Linked DNA regions of Sus scrofa: region 2 is linked to region 1. Evidence: chromatin contacts called from public Hi-C data. All regions are on one chromosome and are shown on one strand. Each heading gives the region's core, a stretch centred on a gene start, on an enhancer-like site or on the middle of the called end of the contact. The rest is flanking DNA. Distances are from core to core; before and after follow the strand shown. Region 1 overlaps RERE (arginine-glutamic acid dipeptide repeats protein). Region 2 holds the start of RERE (arginine-glutamic acid dipeptide repeats protein).

Region 1 (3,288 bases), core at 549-3,048:
TATTTTGAGTCCAGTTAAACCTTTTTATATCAAGTATTTAAAAACAGTATGCTTTTTTGGAGTTTCTGTTGTGGCTTAGTTCTAACGAACCCAACTAGTATTCATGAGGATGTGGGTTCAATCCCTAGCCTCGCTCTTTGGGTTAAGGATCCTTGGTTGCCTGCATTGTAGGTCACAGATGCTGTTCGGATCCCACGTTGTTGTGGCTGTGGTGTGGCCAGCAGCTGCAGCTCTGTTTCAGCCCCTAGCCTGGGAACTTCAATATTGCTGCAGGTGCAGCCCTTAAAAAATGAAAAGAATGTGTGTGTGTGTGTGTGTGTGCGCGCGCGCACACACACACACTTGATTCAACAACTTTTTTTGACCATGCCCATGACATGTGGATGTTCCTGGACCCGGAATCAAACTCGTGTCATAGCAGTGACAATGCCAGATCCTTAGCCACTAGGCCACCAGGGAACTCCTTAACATTTCTTTAGGATTCAAATTTTGATACCAACTAAACATCACCAGTGAGCCAATTAAGTCTTCATTTGAATAGCTGTTTTATTTCTCTTTGAAGGGAGGGGGCATTGGAGAGGTGTCCTGTCTTATATGTCTTCCTAAAGTGGAAAGCAGCCTGTATTTTATTAAAAGGAGCATTTGGTAACATTATTAATATGTAATTTGTCTATAGGCAACTGTTACATATGTTGAGGGCTTCTCTGAATAAAACAGTGTGTTATTGTCACTTTAGGATATTCAGAACATGGTCCTGCTACAGTCTTTCCACTGTCCTATCACTGAATCTTCACCCCAGTTCACCAATTTATTTGGCCTGTCTGTAATAGCTTATTTGCATCAGAGTTTTCACTTGATACCTGGAATATTTCATCTCCTGAGGTTTGTTTCCATACCATCCAGTTTCCTGGTTGTTGGTATAGGGTTTGTGTGGTATAGATTCCTAGATTTAAATCTCTAGCCCAGAGCTTTCTGACCTTTGGATCCATCGTATGTTTCTGGTTGGTGATCTATTAAGCATCTCAAATGTAACATGTTCCAAACGGAATTCCCAGTTTCCCTTCTCTTTCCATCAGTAAGAGAAGCTTTGCTGTTCCAGTTACTTAGGCCCAAACCGTGGCCTCCTCTTTGACTCTCCATTTTGTCTCACATCACATCCAGTCTGACGGCAGATTCTGATGGCTCTACACACAGAACCCACCCACAGTCTGACCTCTGTTGAGCACCTGCACTGCCACTACCTAGCCTGAAGCAATAATTTCCTGACCCTGCAGCAGCCAGAGGGAGCCTGTTAAAATGTAACTCAGATCATTACTTCTCTGTGTCAAACCCTACGATGCCTCGTTTCTTATTTCAGTCAGTGCAGGGCCCCCCCACCCCCACCCCAGCTATGTCTTTCTTCTTTGCTGTCACTGCTTCAGCCACCTTTTGCTGTTTGGATATTCCAAGTGTGCCTCTGTCTCAGGCCTGTACTTGCTTTTTTCTCTCTGCCTGGAAGGCTCTCTCCCCAGAAAACCGCACAACTTGCTGCCTTATCAAGTGACCCTTATCAGTGATTACCTAAAATAAATCACCACCACCACCACCCCATTCCCTTTTGCCCAGCTTCCATTTTTCTCCATGACACTTATCACCAACTAATATACATCTTCTTGTTTGTTTGTTGCTTGCCCCCTCCCCTACTAAAGCTCTCTGAGGTTAGAGATTGGGTGTATTCTGGGCATGCGTATCTCTGTGGCTCAGGGGACAGCCAGGACTTGGCACCTAGTAGGTGCTCAATAAATATTTGCAGAATTCATGGTGGCATTGACAGGGACTCTGCTCTGGACGTTGGTGTTTCTTTAAAGCTCAGTGTTACAGCCACAGTGTTGAAGTGTTGGGGTCCAGGCCCTGGGACTCCCTGTAGACCCACCCCGCCGATCACTTTCTAGTTGTTGGTATCTTGTTCTGAATCATTCTCGTGGCTCTCCTGCCTTTCTCTTAGAATGACATCAGGTTAACGGAGATGGCAGGGCAATGCATTTGGTCAAGCTAGAGAGAATCACACCCAGTCAGAGAGCTCAGGCATAGAAAATGGCACACTGGCATTTGGCTCAGACTTCAGCTTTTAGTCAGGGCTAATTTTCCCCTCATGTAAGACTCAGATTCTGGGTATTTTTAGAAGGACTGTTCCTGTGAGTTTTATGGTTAAAAACAACCCTTGATGTGATTTGTACCCATGGGTCAGAAGGTCATTATGAATGCTTTTGGTTTTTCATGTATGTGTGAAGGATAATTACATTAAGTGTAAAATCCACCCCGTCATTTCCTTTCATCAAGCGCTGAGAGCTTATGTGCTATGGTTGCAAATTAACTTTGACTCTTGGAGCTGTGCAAGCTCCAAGAACCCTGGTCCAACTTACCTGCTTTTGAACTTGTGGTGCAGAGGTAGTAAGCCTGACCAAGTATTCCCGCATATCAACGATTACTGAGGTCCAAAGAAGGTTCTCTTTCGTTTTCAGTGTTAACATGAAATAAAACTTCTCCTTCCATGTGTTTAGTTAAGGATGCTTTTACAGCTCCAAGAAGGGTGGTTTTTCTCAATTGCAGAGGTAGAGCTCATCTTGAGAATTTTGTAGCCGGATGCATCTTTCTTTTTTAGCCGTAGCAAAGCTTGAGCCTTTTCTTATTAGTTTGTAATGTTGCTGTTTGTGTGTGTTTTAGCAGCTTTATTGAAATATAATTTGAATATCATAATTTACCCCTTTAAAGTGTACAGTTTAATAGCTTTTAATATTTTCACAGATATATGCACACATCACCATATTAATTCTAGAACATTTATATCACCCCCAAATGAATCCCATAACCACAGCACCCCACCCACCACCTACCCCCAGGCAGCCACTAACCTGCTTTCCATGGATTTGCCTTTTCTGGACATTTAATGTAAATGGGTTCATACAATACATGTGATCTTTTGTGACTGGTGTTTTTAATATAACGCTTTTCAGGTTTATCCATGTTGTAATACATTAGTTTTCATTTCTTTCTATTGCAGAATAATGTTGTATTGTATGGATATACTCTTTCTCTCTCCCCATATGTGTGTGTATTTTTTAATATCCACACCTGTGGCATATGGAAGTTCCTGGGCTAGGGGTCAAATTGAAGCTGCAGCTGCTGGCCCGTGCCATGGCAATGCCAGATCTGAGCCAAATCTGCGACCAGCGATGCAGCTTTTGGCAACACCAGATCCTTAACCCACCGAGTGAGGCCAGGGATTGAACCCGCATCATTACAGAAACT
Region 2 (3,084 bases), core at 582-3,081, 35 kb before region 1:
AATGCTGTCAAAGCATTAAGAATCATTGGGAGACTAGTTTCAATATGAATTTAGAATAGAGCAGTTTTGTTATTCTCAGCAGCCCTTTCCAACTTAGGATAAACCAGCACTTTTTAAAGTGTTGCAGACAAAAATCCCCTCTCTTTAGGATCTGCCATGTGCCTAGATGTAGCTGGTGAGAAAATAGAAGTGTGTCCCAGTACAGGACTGGCTTCTGTAGCTTGGCTTTATGGCCGACCTCATCTCTGGCATAGATGGAGGGGTCTCAGAGCCACTTGGTTACGAGGCAGATTTTTAAGCCGCAGGTCCCCTCAGGATGGTCTCCTTGAAGAGTGGTGTTTAGGGAGCTTAGAGCAGAGACTTAGAGGTGAGCCGTAGACCACCTCTGACTTGTATTGATCACAGCCACTTTTCAGGGTGGCAAAGGCATCATGCCTCATTAGCTTTGGCTCTCAGTATGTGAGCTATATTAGTAGTTTCAGAGATCTTTCTATCTCCTGTAGAATCACTTCAGTTTTCTTTAAAGCAAATTAGCACAATGATGTTGAAGTAGCCAATGCACAAGTCAGGTTGGTTATCTATGCCAGTGAGGTGGGATCCCTAGGTTCCATGCTTACTCTCCATCCCCTCACCCCCTCCTTGAGAGACTTTGGGCAAATCACTTTAATCTAAATCTTCACCTATCGTTAAGGGTACCTAATAATGTTATTGGAAGGTCCAGTAACATTCATAAAGCTATTTTAGAGTTCCATGAAATGTGCCTGGAAGGCAAAAGGTGTAATATTAAAGATACCAAAAGCGATCATTTAAATTTTGAGCTTATACCTTTCAAATTTGGGTTGCCATTGAGTTTAATACTTTGAATTTATATTCCATAGGAATGTATTTTTAAAAATTTGCTATAGATGATATTATTTGATAGGACAAAATGATCATTACTGTTACTACTAGGAAATAGCATGGTTTAAATGTAGTTTAATTTTTGTAAAACTTAGCAAGTTCATCGCTATTTACCAGATTAGGGGAATGGAAGAAACTAACTTGAAATTTACTATTGGTAATTCTATTTAGATGCACATAACATTGGAATTAATGAGGGGTCTGGAATCTGGTAGCCCATGGGGTTATATGTTTTCTTAAGGCTACATGGCAAGGAATGTGTATTTATTGTGCTTCCTTATTAGATGAATTTCAGTCAAGCCCAGTTCTAGCAGATGAGTCCTTATTTTCTTGGGGAAAAAAGATTGGAGAGAAGACTTTTAAACAAATGACTAACAAAGCATTCTTAAACTGTAAGGCAAATTGAGGTCAGAAATTTTGTTCCACACCAAACAATGCTTCTTTCTCTTGTGCGTTTGAAACAAATCGTGTTCATCGTGTCTGTGATTGTTGGTTATTTCATCTGCATTTGTTAGACTTCAGAGGTGGTTGGCATTAATATTCCTGGCGAAATCAGCGGCAGCTCTAGGATGTGTGAACTGCTGATCACTCACGGGGCTGCGCTGCCTCTTTAATATCTTGCTTGCAGATGCATTTTCTAGCTGACCACGCTTTTAAGAGCTGCCATCAATCAAGCAGCCTCCCGGTTCCGGCTGTCGGGAGGGGAGGGAGGACTGGGGAGGAGGGGAGGCTGGCCAAGCTGGGCCGCAGATAAAATTGCTTCGGCTTTGTGTGTGTGTGCGCGCGCGCCCCCGGTGGCGGCCGGCAGGGGCGCGCGCGGAGTGGGCCAGGCTCCAGCCCGGGTTTTGCCGGCCGCCGCCGCCGCCGCCGCCGCGGCGGGGAGGCTGCTCTTTCTCTCCCAGCGTCTGGGTCACAGGCATGTGGCAGTGTTGGCCCGGCCGCCGGGGCTGAAGGAGTGCGAGCTGCGGCCGCCGCTTCCCCCAGTCGCGGGCGGGGCCCGGCGCGGCCACGGCCTCCTGCAGCCTCAGAGCCGCCGGGACCGGCGCCCGCGCCTTGCTGCCCTGCGGCCGCCGGGGCCTCCTTTTGTTTAGCAAGTGCATTTCACGCCCCGAGCTCCCGCCCGTCCCGTCGGTGCCCGCGGGCCAGAGTTTGCGGGGGGCCCATGCGCCGGAGGAGGTGGTGAAGGAGGCGGCGGCGGCGGTGGAGGCCGGAGGGCTCAGCTCCTGCTGCGACCGACCGGCCGCAGGCAAGTGGCCGGCCCCTCTTGCTGCGAGGTGGACGCGGTCTCGGGCCAGGAAGTTGGACAAGTGTGGGCGCAGGGGCTCTCGGAGGTGGGTGTACGGAGTGCAGTAGCTGACCCTAGAGAGATGAGCAACTAGGGAATTACTAAGAATAGTGGTGGCTTTCCAGGAATCAGGAATAGGTATTTGCTGCGTTCCATTTTGCATTTCTGTTGGGTTTCCTCGTTGTTTTTTTGTTTTTAATTGCCCAAACTCCAGAAATCCCAGTTTACTAAACCAAATGAGAAACATGTTTAGGGCAGAGAAAACACTATTTTTTAAGGTGTGTATTTGTATGTGTGTGTGTGTGTATGCGTGCGTGTGTGTATGGGTGTATGGGTGTGTGCGTTTTCTTTAAAAGGAAAGCTGAAGCAGTGTATAGTCTAAAAGCTGCTGTTTGATCCAAAACTTTATTGCTTACTATGGAGTAAATTTAAGTTTAAAAATAAAGTGAGTTGGATGGAGTTGATTGTAAAGTAATTTGGAGCTGCTTAAGTGACGTAGAATTTGTTTCTTGGATCAAAATACTTACTTTACCAGATTAGCTAAAATGCAGAGATAGTTTTGAAGATCACTTCGAGTTTTTGGTTTGAGGTGGTGGCTTCCCCACCCCCTCCCTCTGTTTACTCCGATCTCTGGCTCAGGTTAAAGCCTTGGGGAGACCTGCTTGACCGCGTCTGTTTGCTAAGAAGCCCTTACTTTGTTTTACTCTCAGCCTTTCCCCTTCCAGGCTCACTGGTGCCACTGCTCTTCTTGGGGCTGTTTGGGTGAATCTTGGGGAGAAGCTCTTCTAATAGGTTACTTTGTTTTACTCTCAGCCATGTGGAAATTAAAAAAAAAAATGTGAATGAACACTGAGGTCAATAGATGAATTTTCCCCTTTGAAGCCTGTGTCTTTGCACTT

The links. A called contact is a pair of places that touch in the nucleus more often than the background predicts.
Region 2: a Hi-C map of liver shows a contact between it and region 1, with 6 times the contacts expected there. The contact joins the promoter of RERE here to the enhancer-like site in region 1. A contact is called at or near these places in 1 of 5 promoter capture datasets (liver), 6 of 47 Hi-C or Micro-C datasets (embryonic fibroblasts, epiblast stem cells, liver and 2 more) and 1 of 2 datasets of contacts at active chromatin or transcription factors (skeletal muscle).

The regions. Positions count from the first base shown.
Region 1 is chr6:69,222,606-69,225,893 of Sscrofa11.1, reverse strand. All of the region lies in intron 1 of RERE (arginine-glutamic acid dipeptide repeats protein), which reads left to right. Among named protein-coding and RNA genes, the nearest start is that of RERE, 35 kb to the left of the region's middle. Within about 2 kb of position 1,798, at least 3 of the 83 cell types and tissues checked have an H3K27ac peak or open chromatin away from gene starts, as enhancers often do. A contact at or near this core is called in liver, where this site is marked.
Region 2 is chr6:69,257,602-69,260,685 of Sscrofa11.1, reverse strand. It overlaps RERE (arginine-glutamic acid dipeptide repeats protein), which reads left to right and starts at 1,831. Exons shown (of 24, transcript XM_021095277.1): 1 at 1,831-2,231.